Linked DNA regions of Mus musculus: all the other regions are linked to region 2. The links are chromatin contacts, called in public Hi-C and HiChIP or PLAC-seq maps. All regions are on one chromosome and are shown on one strand. The core of a region is the stretch at or near the end of the contact, and the rest is flanking DNA. Distances in the headings are between cores, read along the strand shown.

The links. A called contact is a pair of places that touch in the nucleus more often than the background predicts. HiChIP or PLAC-seq counts read pairs in DNA pulled down with a chosen protein or histone mark.
Region 1: a contact with region 2 is called in a Hi-C map of cortical neurons, with 4 times the contacts expected there. The contact joins the enhancer-like site here to the promoter of 4933402D24Rik in region 2. A contact is called at or near these places in 15 of 39 promoter capture datasets (the C10 cell line, the HPC-7 cell line, cranial neural crest and 10 more), 24 of 484 Hi-C or Micro-C datasets (DN2 thymocytes, the G1E-ER4 cell line, LSK cells and 12 more), 3 of 115 datasets of contacts at active chromatin or transcription factors (the NIH/3T3 cell line, embryonic basal ganglia and stem cell-derived neural progenitor cells) and 2 of 9 other capture datasets (adipose tissue and macrophages).
Region 3: a contact with region 2 is called in an H3K4me3 HiChIP or PLAC-seq map of embryonic basal ganglia, with 6 times the contacts expected there. The contact joins the enhancer-like site here to the promoter of 4933402D24Rik in region 2. A contact is called at or near these places in 12 of 39 promoter capture datasets (the C10 cell line, the HPC-7 cell line, cranial neural crest and 7 more), 1 of 15 datasets of contacts at CTCF or cohesin (large pre-B cells), 2 of 484 Hi-C or Micro-C datasets (bone marrow-derived macrophages and cerebral cortex), 3 of 115 datasets of contacts at active chromatin or transcription factors (embryonic basal ganglia, embryonic stem cells and large pre-B cells) and 2 of 9 other capture datasets (embryonic stem cells and macrophages).

The regions. Positions count from the first base shown.
Region 1 is chr1:64,461,999-64,466,000 of GRCm38.p6, forward strand. No RefSeq gene overlaps it. Among named protein-coding and RNA genes, the nearest start is that of Gm36148, 53 kb to the right of the region's middle. Within about 2 kb of position 2,128, at least 6 of the 459 cell types and tissues checked have an H3K27ac peak or open chromatin away from gene starts, as enhancers often do. A contact at or near this core is called in cortical neurons, where this site is marked.
Region 2 is chr1:63,767,019-63,770,861 of GRCm38.p6, forward strand. It overlaps 4933402D24Rik (RIKEN cDNA 4933402D24 gene), which reads right to left and starts at 2,249. Exons shown (of 3, transcript NM_001256158.1): 1 at 2,163-2,249; 2 at 1,367-1,524. The coding sequence starts at 2,187.
Region 3 is chr1:64,407,279-64,410,759 of GRCm38.p6, forward strand. No RefSeq gene overlaps it. Among named protein-coding and RNA genes, the nearest start is that of Gm36148, 110 kb to the right of the region's middle. Within about 2 kb of position 2,098, at least 23 of the 459 cell types and tissues checked have an H3K27ac peak or open chromatin away from gene starts, as enhancers often do. A contact at or near this core is called in embryonic basal ganglia, where this site is marked.

The DNA.
Region 1 (4,002 bases), core at 878-3,377, 690 kb after region 2:
AGAGAAACCCTGTCGCGAAAATAAATAAATAAATAAATAAATAGGAGATGCCTTGGTCATGGTGTCTCTTCACAGCAATGGAAACTTTTAACTAAGACAAACACAAATAGCCTCAAGTCACCCGAGACGCTAACTGCATTTAAAAACTATCTCTATCTGTTGTCTCTGAGAGTCACATTTTATTAGTAAAGACATACACAGCTTGAGAATCAAAGGATGAAAACAATCCAGCAAGTGAATGGAAGTTAAAAAGAACCTGGCATAGGTATTTTAACATCTAATAAAGTTGTTCTCAAACCAAAATCAGTCAAAAGATATAATGAATGCCACTGCATACTAATAAAGAGATCAACCCACCTAAAAGACTAAACAACTGGATGTGCACCAAATGCTGGAACACCCAATTTAATAAAGCAAAGACCAATAGATATAAAAGGTCTGACAGGTCATGCTAAAATAATAGATGACTTTAATACTCCAAATAAAAGTCATAAAAGAAGCTTCATAGCTATATACTATATCATAGACCAAACATACTTAACAGATATATCTGAAAACATATATGTGTGTATATGTGTATGCATATATGTATATGTGTGTATGTATACATTTATATACACACAGTATATATATATATATATGCATATTATATATATAGAGAGAGAGTCCATCCATCAAACACATATACACATACACACACACATACATACAGTCCATCCATCAAACAGATATAAAATACATACTCTCTAAGCATCCTATAGAATATTCTGTAAAACAGACTGCATTCTATATCACAAAGCAAGTATTAACAAGCACAAAAGAATCAAAGTTATTTTTTCTATCTTATCAGATCACAGTGGTCTAATACTAGAAATCAATTGAGAAACTATAGAAATTACCTGAATATTTGGAGATGGAATAATACTTTGTTGAATGACAATGGTTCAATTAAGAAATCTGGAAGAAAGCTTTAAAGAAAATCCTAGAAACACATGAAAATGAGAAGTACAACATACCAGGACCTCTGAGATTTGGCTAAAGTAATTCTAAGAATAAAGTTAATGACTAAGAATGCTTGTGTTTAAAAGGAAAAAAATTAGAGTGATCTCAAATAAATAGCCTAATGATGCACCTCGAAGGCCTCTGCTCCATCCATTTCTTTGGGGCACAGGACAAAGCCTGGTTAGGCAGCCACACAAGCCATGGAGAAGTAGGAAGGCAGCCAGTCTTCACTGGCTTCCCCAGGCTGAGTAGCTACTCTGGGCAGCCCACTCCAGACTCACATCACGTAAGTAAATCACCCACCTTCCCCACTGAAGCCCAAGAAGCTGCATCCCTCTGCCATGAGCTGAACCCAGGCTTGTTTCTCTCCCATACTGACTTTGAAAAGCACCTCTTTGAAGTCTTGGTGAATGACTGTGGGGAGAAATATGAAACTGGGAGGAGGAAGAAAACACTGAAGGAAATAAGTATCACCAACAGAACATTGCATAATATTTACAGGTTGGATTATTTTGAGAAATTACTTGGAAATTAGACAGATTTGCTACATTTTTTTCCCTGCAAGTTCCCATCTTTTTTAAATGAAATCATTGATCATGTTTTCTCCTCTTGTCGTTATTTTCTTCTCGAAGATCATCTAATAGGTAGCTTTTGAATAATCTTCCAGTAGACTTTTTCTAGTTAATTTTAGTTAGCATTTCTTACTCCAAAATTAAACTCTACTATGACATCTAGAATCTTCCAGACAGTGTTGGGTTTGAAACATTATGTAGTGTGTTCTTAGAGTTGGAAAAGAAAAGAAATTTTAAGACACTCTACAGAGCCTGAGCCAGTCTCAAACTCACCACCCCACACACACTCCATACCCACACCCACACCCACAACCTCCCAAGTACTAACATTATGGACATGTGGCACCACACCTGGCTAAGTCAAAAATCTTCTTCACTCTTAAATCATAGCTGTGGCATAGAGAAGTCTTTATGCAACTTCTAAGGCATATAATTGGAATAGCCGTTCTGAAAATGCTAAAGGGATCAACTTGTTCTTTCAGATGCTGGGAGTGTCCTGGTTAGCACAGCTACAGCGTTAATCTTTCAGTCAGAGCAGAAGCAGAAGTATGTAAGTCGGGCTTAATATTTTTAGCACTTCTCGGATAGTTTAACTTGAGTGAACTCCCTTGAAATGTTGATGTGTCAAACTGCCATCTGCTACAGCTACAGCTACGCTCACATTCAGACATCCAAGGAAGAAGCAATTCTCTCCTTGCTTAACTATCCTGTAATTAAGTCTGCATTAGTTGGTGACTTAGTGGAACAAGTGTTTTGTTTACCACCAACCGTCAACACCCATCACCTTTGATTGTGAGGGTTTCATATTTAACTCAGTCACTGGGGGAAAATATTCTAAAATAAACTTATTAAATGAAAAGCCAAACTTACCAAAAAAAAAAAAAAAAGAAGAAAGAAAAACAAAACTTGCTTGGCATTTACTCAAGATCTGCGAACTCATAAATAACTAAGAGATGAAGTTTAGGACCGATGAATTGCTGCCGAGCATGGGAAATTTATGTTCTAGGGAGTCTCTGGCTCACAGATACGTAAATTGTATGCATCTCTTAAATACAAATGACTGTGCCAGCCAGTTGCCCCCACCTATGTACCGACCCAAGCTACCCCTCCTGCTCTGCTGTCATGATTATGTATCTTTCCCCCCTGATTTCTCTCCTTCTCTTCCCCAGCTACCATCTTGGATTAATTAGCAATGAATCTACAGGGCAGTAATGAAGGGAAGTGTGATAGAAGACAACCCAAGTCCTTCCTGTCCCCAGTGCACCTGTCCTTTCAAACATTCCGCATTGCCCACGTTCCAGCTGGGTGAGCCACCTTATCGTGGCATATAAAGTCCTCCAAGACTGGGTTTTGGCACCTTCTCTATTACCTTGTTTTAAACATTGGCTAGTTTGCAGGGAGAACTCCTACCCCCTTTGTCTTGAGCATCACGCTCCTTTTGTACTCTTTCCCAATTTAACATCTTCCGTTGTACAGATTGAGCAACCTCAGGGGGAAAAATGTCATTCCTCCGTATCTTCAGTGCCTAAGTTCTTCCAAAGTGTCTGGGCACTAAACTGACTTTTTAAAAACAGTGCTGACCCCCTACAAAGAAATCTGATAGTATTATTAATAAATGGCTGGGACGCTTTTCACATGCTTCATCCTGCTCAAGCCTGCTCTTCACTCTCCATGCTCCAAGAGCTACTGACATGATAAGGAAAGAGCCTGGAATCCATTACGTTTCTCTAAATGAAGCTGCCTAGGTCGTTCTGTCTTCCTGTCATGCTGAGATGCAGTTATCAGCTAGGAGAACATTTGTCTCTAAGTAGAAAAGAGATGTCAGGTGCCACTGGAGTGTCCCATGTTTTTGTTAAATAGACTGAGCACCTTATACGCAAAGAGAAGACTAGGTTATGGAGCCAGCCTTTACATATTCTACTACAAATAGCTATAGCTACTGTCCCCTTTCACTCTTGTAATTATGTTCTGAGGTCTTGGTGTTGTCCCTAAGAGCTCAGAGCACAACTTCTCTCCCCCATTAATGACTATACAGTATAATGCTACCAACCAGAGTTAAACATAACTGTGACTGGCCAGGCATAGTGATACATGCCCATAACCTCAACTACTTGGGAGACTGAAGCAGTGGGACAAGTTCAAGACCAACCTGGGCTAAACCATGAGACCCTCAAAACAAACCCCGCAGAAAGTGTAAACACAGAATAGGCACCTGCAGAAATGTGTACATCCTTAGCAAAAATACTAAAATTGGTGATTAGGCCCCAATAATATACAGCTGCATGTCAGTGTAACATGTACTGAAGAACAATAGCCTAAGTTAGGAGCAAACTTGGGTGAAAATAAACAGTGTTTCTTCTATGCTTTATCTTTATTGAGAAAATGTGAAAAATCATTTAATGGGTGTCTTGAACAAGCTGTATGTATG
Region 2 (3,843 bases), core at 999-3,498:
GATGGAATATTACTCTCACAAACACTTCCAGAGAATTCTACCTTCCCTGGGTCTGACCTAGAGTCGTCCACACCCTCGTTTCTTACCTTCTTATCCTGGGAGCAGGCTCTGGTTCCATGGCAAGTGACTTCCCCAAGGTTCCTGAGCCTGGTCCAATAAATAGAAAGCATCTCCACTTCTCTTCAAGAAACCAAGTCTGTAAGAATCCTCAGTGGTGGGAAAGTGGTTTCACAATTGGGTTTCATTTTAAACAAGTGATTCGATGCACTGGAGGGCTAATATTAGTAAATGAAGTTGATAAAACTCAGTCATAGGCTCTGTGTGTGTGTGTGTGATAGCTTTTCCCTCATGACCTAGTACCTGAGATAATGAGTACAAGAGTAGCAAATGTTTAATTTTTGCTCATGGGTTCAGAGGTTTTAGGCTGCAGTTGGAAGAGTATTTGATGAGTCTGTTTAAGCAGACTGAAGCCCTCCCACTCCTTCAAAATACAACAGCCACTGATTTTTAAGCATTTCCCTTAAAGTTTAAGTAAACAAAACATCCAACTCTGAGAACCATCTTACCCATTTACAGGTGAAGACACCAAGACTCCCACTTTACTATGCCACATAACTCTGAGGAAGTTATTTAAATTCCTAGCTACTACATTCCACATATTATATATATTATAGTCTTGTAGCAATCAGAAGCCAGTTGTTTTCAAGAAAAAGTCTTAATGTTCTTATTTTTATAATAGAATATGAGAGAACTAGCACATTATAAATGGGTGGCCATTTTCATTTTGAAGTGAGTTTTACCTTGGATGAGAAAGGTTGTTTGTCTTTTCTTTCTGTATGTTGATCTATGGGGAGTCAAGGATAGCAGTGCTGTTGGGCCAAGGATGAGGACACCCAGTTTGTAGGCTCTACCTCTACCATGTGAATGGTCCAGACCTTGGTTTTTTCCACTCTATGAAAGATGAAGCTGGAGTAGATAATTTCTAAGACAGGACGTGCTTCCACCTTTAAAAATTCTCAACATAAGCTGCAATTCTCCAACCCATCATCCTAAACCAGGCTTTAAACTTCTGGATGAATAGGCTTCCATCCCAGGACCAAGAATATGCAGTTCCTCTTAAATCAAACTCAACATTAAATTGCACTGCAAACAAAAAGTTTCACACGGTTTGAATGTTGCTGTGTAGAATTTAATGAGCTCCATATGCCTGACCTCTGGAAGGAAATGATGTTGGGAACTGTAGCTGGGGAAGAGGCTAAGGGCATCAGCATCTGCTGTGAGTTACTTGGAGGGAAGGGAACCGACCGCATTTTTGTATCACTGCCAAGCTGGAGAGGTGGAAACGCTTTGCAATCTGTGCGCTCACCTTCTGAGAGCGGGCTGACAGTTTTCCAATGTTTTCCTTGCTCTTCGGGAAGTTGTGGAGGACAGCAGATTCTAACTTCCTTTCTGTAGCTGCAGCAAACATCTCAAGTCTGCGGGGGCAATTGGGTTTCAGGTCCGTGCTGAAGAGAGCAGGCTGTCCTAGGAGACACATGAATGATGTGACTGACCACTAGACTTGTTTGAAAGAATCTGCTATCCCTGCTGGGCCCTTCCTAAAACCCGGGTCTGATAACAGCATCCTTTCTCCTTATTAATATATATACATACATCCTCTCTGCTATACACAGACTGTCAAATTGGACCTGGATGCACTTTGGAAAGGTTCTTTGGTCTTCTATCTTTACCCTCTTGTGCCCCATCTACGGACCCCTCAACAGCATTCAGGTTTCATCTCTCTGGACTTTCTAAGTGCTTTCTCCTCTGCGGTGTCCCTACCATCTGTTTATCACGCAGGATGCTCCTGCACCACACAACTCATTGACCACTTTGCAGGATGCGTCTCCATTCTCCCCTTTGCCCTCTGTGCTTTGTCTTTTCTGTCTCATAACCCTGTTGGAGTGAGGAGGGGGCTGTGCAGTCTGCTCCCAGTCAGTTGGAAAGGTTTTTGTGAATGAGACCTTGTGGGCTCCTTTCCTTTATTTTCTGGGGGCAGAAAACAATCTAATTTCAGTAAATGTTGGTTAAATGAAGACAGGAAAGAAGGAAGCTAGGGCCAGAAATTCTTCAGGGCAACGCAAGAGCCTGTCTCTTAAGGCTTCTTGGATTCCTCTGGTTACCTCGTCTAAAATAATTCATGTCCATCAGCTGTTCTGCGGCACATCCTTTCTGAAGACTATTGTCTAATGGTAGGAGACAGTTAGTGTTCTACTGACCATAGGGGGTTGCTATGAAACAGAACAGAACAGAGAGCATCAGCAGATTCCTCATCTTCTCACAATGCTGCTGTGTGCCCTGTACAGACGACACCGAAAGACTCTTCTCTTAGAGATGTGCTGCACAAAGTCATTTTCTGTGTCACTCGTTGCAAACAGACAGTTCTCTCCAATTGGAGAGGCAACCATTTATGTCTTTTGTCATAGAGTAGGATTCCATTCATATTTTTGTTCCTACATTCATTTCAGAGGGTTTCTCAAGACCTGAACTATTTTTTGGCAAACTATCACTTTTCTTCCTGGTACTAGACTCAGAGAATAAAGGCCATTTATGCTTTTTTTTTTTAATTATTAAGAGTTGTATCAAAATTGAAAATCAGAATTCTGCGTTGTCATATTTTCATGAGACATGGCAGTATTCAAACACATTGTCTCATGTGATTTTTGCAACAGACTTGTGACATGAACGAGGCAAATATCAGAGGTAGAAAAATCAGAGGTAGAAGGTGACATGATACTGTGGGTGGGTGACTCCCCTCTCAATCCCAGTCATCTTAAGTGAGGAGGACCACTAGCCGTGCAGAACAGCATGGTTTGGGTTACCTTTGCAAGTGTTTAAATCCCGAGTCAGGCAAACCATGTTGGGTGCTGCCTGCTTCCCGTTGTCATGTTCTTCATGCGTGATAGGATTGAGGGAGGAAAACAAGAAGGACTGACCATTCTTTTAGTGACCGTTTTAATGTAGAATCACAGCTGAATTTACTTGGAGGGGGGAGGCCGGTTGTAAGATTATTGTTTTTCTTCTTTTTGTTTTAAACTGAGACTATCTGTCCCCTTTCATCATTTTCAGAGAACTGCTAGGGCAGACGTTGGGAAGGAATATAGCAAGTCCATTTGTTAGAATACCTGGACCCTCCTCAGAAAAGGTGAGGGTGATCAGTATGTTAAGAGCTCAGTTAAAAACAGGGAACATTAAAAGCAGGTAAACTGGGGGTTCCCTGTGAACACGTGCCTTCGTTAGAAAAATGGAATTTGAGGCTCTAAAACACAGCCTGTTTCCAAGTAATTGCTGAGTTCCCCCAAATCTTGTTTAACATATTGCTGGGATAATGCATATGAGATGGTTAAAAATGGAAGGGAGAAAAAAAAATTCCCCAACACCCTTAGAGGAATTTGCAATTCATAAAGTTACTGCCAATTTTGCATTATAGTTGCCATGGCAGCCGTGCTAGGCTGCTGCTCAAACATTCCTCAGAAGGGGAAGGAATAGTATATAATAAGCTCTTCAAGTGTAATTTTTTATTGTAGTTGAATTAGTGTGTAATTCTCGTGTGAGCAGCCCAGTAATCCGTGAATGCGCACTCTAGCAACGATGCCGATTTCTTATCTCTGCGTGCTTATGCAATCTATGAAAAAGTTGCTGCCTGCTCCCAGTGCTTGCTAATTAATTATTAAAAAATAACAAAAAAAGCATTAGTGGCAATTAATTAATTACAAAAGCAAAAGCACAAACAATAAAAACAGCATTTTGAACATGACTCCAAGGGCCTGGCCAGCTTGTTAAATGGAACTGCTTTCAGCCAAG
Region 3 (3,481 bases), core at 848-3,347, 640 kb after region 2:
TCATCCCAGCACTCAGGAGGCAGAAACAAATGGATCTCTCTGAGTTCAAGGCCGGTCTGGTCTACATGGAGAGTTACAAGCCAGACAGAGCTTTTAGGTGGGAAAGCAAGTAGAGATAAGAAATGTCCTGAGGTCACTATCTGACACCATGAAGCACTCTGACTTGAGAACCTACTGTGTGACATACCAGAAACCCAAATGACACGTACTATCTTACTATATAAGCAGCAGAAAATGACTCATCTCTCTATCCCCTTATCCCTTCCTACCCTCACCAGGAGATGACTTCATCTCAGTTACTCAAAGTGATATTACAAGAAGCCGCAAAAAAGACAAAAGTTTGTCCTACAGATGCTCTCCTTAGAAGAATCTAGAATCTTCATGCTTAAGCCATGGAGAAGTGAAGAGTCAGCATCTGCATCTTTCCCAATGTCCCCCCATTTTCACCTGCTAAAATGAAGATGGGGCAAGGGGTTCTCCAACCTTGGACAAAACTTGTAATAACACAGCACTTGGCAGAGGCAGAGGCAGAGGCAGAGGCAGAGGCAGAGGCAGAGGCAGAGGCAGAGGCAGAGGCAGAGGCAGAGGCAGAGGCAGAGGCAGAGGCAGAGGCAGAGAGGCAGAGGCAGGTGGATTTCTGAGTTCGAGGCCAGCCTGGTCTACAGAGTGAGTCCCAGGACAGCCAGGGCTACACAGAGAAACCCTGTCTCGAAAACAAAACAAAACAAAAACAAACAAACAAACAACAAAAAAAAACCTTGTATATTGCAAATGGAGCCAGGACATAGAGGGGTGGATCATAAAGGCAGGAAAGGGGTATGTGAAATAAAATGTTGCTTGGATATTCATCAAAAGCTGGCATAAGAGACCTAAAGAGAACTTGATAGAGAACTTTTGCACGTCACTCTAGACTTTTGGATGCCAGTGGCCAGCTTTGGCTGAGTGCTGCTACACTCACACAGTTTCTCAAAGCTTCTTGGAGGTTTCTAGGTTATATGGTCTTTGCTGAAAATTACAAAATCCAAAAGAAGCAGCTGAAGACCAGGAAAGGGAAGTAACTTACAGCCAAGTACATAAAGCTCCCTAACGAGAGAGCAGAGCCAAGACTCCAGCCTTGTACTACCTGACTCCAGAGCCTGTGTTGTGGTTCTCATCACACACAAGCCTCACCAGTTCAAATCTGCTGTCCTTTCTCCATAATCTGCACCAATCACTTTATGTAGTTTTGTGTATATGAACATGGTCAACATCAGTAGTCACTCTGCTTTATATTTCGAGACAATGGAGCTTGCTGATTCTTCTAGTCTGGCTGGCCAGCAAGCCTCAGGGACTGTGCCTCCCTCCCACTTTGGGATTCGAGCTGTACACCCATGTACCTGGCCTTTCTTACCTTGAATTCTGACATCCAAAAAGGCCCTCCAGCTTGCACAGCAAACAGTTTACTGACTGAGCCAACTCCCCTGCCCTTTTTATATATTTTCATATCATACACGTACTGTATAAAAAGTCAATAGAATCCATTGCATTTAGGCAGTTCTTTGGGCTGATAGTGCACATATTCAGCTACCTCTGGGCTTATAGTATATGAATAACTATTCGCTCTACAATCTATTCAATGTTCCTGAGTTCCTACACCAAGCCAAGCATTGTGCTGCATGCCTCAGAAAGTCACAGCCCACTGGAAGAGATCCCATTAAAATGAAAATAAGCGCTTGGTTTCCCGTGGTACAGTAAGGCATAACCAAGAGATTAGAGCTTGCTTATTGAGCTGCAATCCAAAACCACATTATTGAGCTATAATTTCCTATTTGATTGACATGAAAGGACTGAGCAACTGGCCCAAGGTCAAGTCTCCAGTCAGTAGCAGTTCATTTCACTTATTTTATTGTCTCTGACATACCATGTTCTCAAGATCTGCTCTCTCTTAATAGTCTTATGTAATGTTCAAAACATATTTTATGTTTTACAGACATTTTAAAAAATTTAAGGCCAAAGAAGCAAATGTGTCAGCATTCATGTTGGGCTAGAACACATTTTGGCTGCCAACTCTCAGGACAGCAGAGCTCCTCCAAGGTCTGGCTTCCCCCCAAGCCTGTTTCCAGGCTATGGAAGCCGTTAATTCTGCCCTAAATGCATGCTGTCTCCTCATCTCCTCTGTAGCCTTCTAGCTGGGCTGAGACTTAATTGGTTTGGGTTGGATAATTCATAGTGCCTCATTAGGGCATCAAAACACATACTAGGCTCTCTAGTAATTTTCTCCCCTGAAAGAACATTGATTGGCTCCTTCACTGGGAAAAGAATTAGCTAAAGGATTCTTGGGTTTGTGAAGAAAAAAAAAAAAAAAAGAGAGAAAGAGAAAAGAAAGAGTCCACAACAGATAATTTCAAAGTGTATTGTGCAATCAGATTTCTTTGAGGCTATCTGTCGATCAGGTACCTCTGCTCTTGCAAAAGATAAAAATTAAAAAAAAAAAAATTCTCAAACCACACCAAGGGTAGCTACCAGTTAACTTGCAGAATTTATAGAAAAACTGGCTGTTCTAAAGTTCCCACTTGCTGGCTTCCCACTGTTTTCTCTTGCCTGGAGATACTCTTTATTAACACACTAAGAGGGAAACCCTGAAAGATGGCTTCTTTGCACATCTGACCGGCTGGCTACTCCACCTCCCACTCTCCCACTGTAACAGGTTAGGGCAGTGTCCCCTCCCCTCCCACTCCTCCTTAAGCAAGAAAGCATGCTAACTGTGAATACCTATGGTTCTTGGCTCTGCTGCTTCTCTGACTACGAGAGCCCACTTCGGATGGATGGATGGATGTTCTGCAGCAGGCAGAGGGATTGTGCAACCAAATAGCCCAGCTCCAGCCAGGTGTGGTGATACATACCTATAATTGCAGCACTCAGGACACTGAAGCAAGAGGATCTTCAAGGTGAGCCTGTACTACTTGAGTCTTAGGTTAGCCTCAGAAATGTACAAAGACTCTGTCTCACAAAAGAAAAAAACAAACAAACATTTCTTCTTTCTCACCTCTGAGTTGGAATAAGCCTGAGCTATGTATGGGTTTTGTTTTGGACTTTTAAAGACTTATTTATTTTATTTTATGGGCATGGGTATTTTGCCTGCATGCACATTTATGTGTACCATGTATATGCCTGGTGCCATACATGATCCCCTAGAACTGGAGTTACAGATAATGTGAGCTACCATATGGGTGCTAAAAATTGAACACAGGGCCTCTAGAGGTACAGTAAGTGCTCTTAAACACTGAGCCACCTCTCCAGCCCCTGACTTGTGTCTTACCCTCTCTCCCAGAGAGTCTAGGAAGAATGAATAAGAACATCTGGGTAATGTAATCTTTGTTAGCCTCCTCTTCTTCCTTATCCCATTTCCCAATTCCATTATGAGGATTTCTTGTCGCCTCCAAAATATGATGCTTCCATTTTACCCTCCCCCTCCCCCACCCCTTATCCCAGAGGAGCCTAA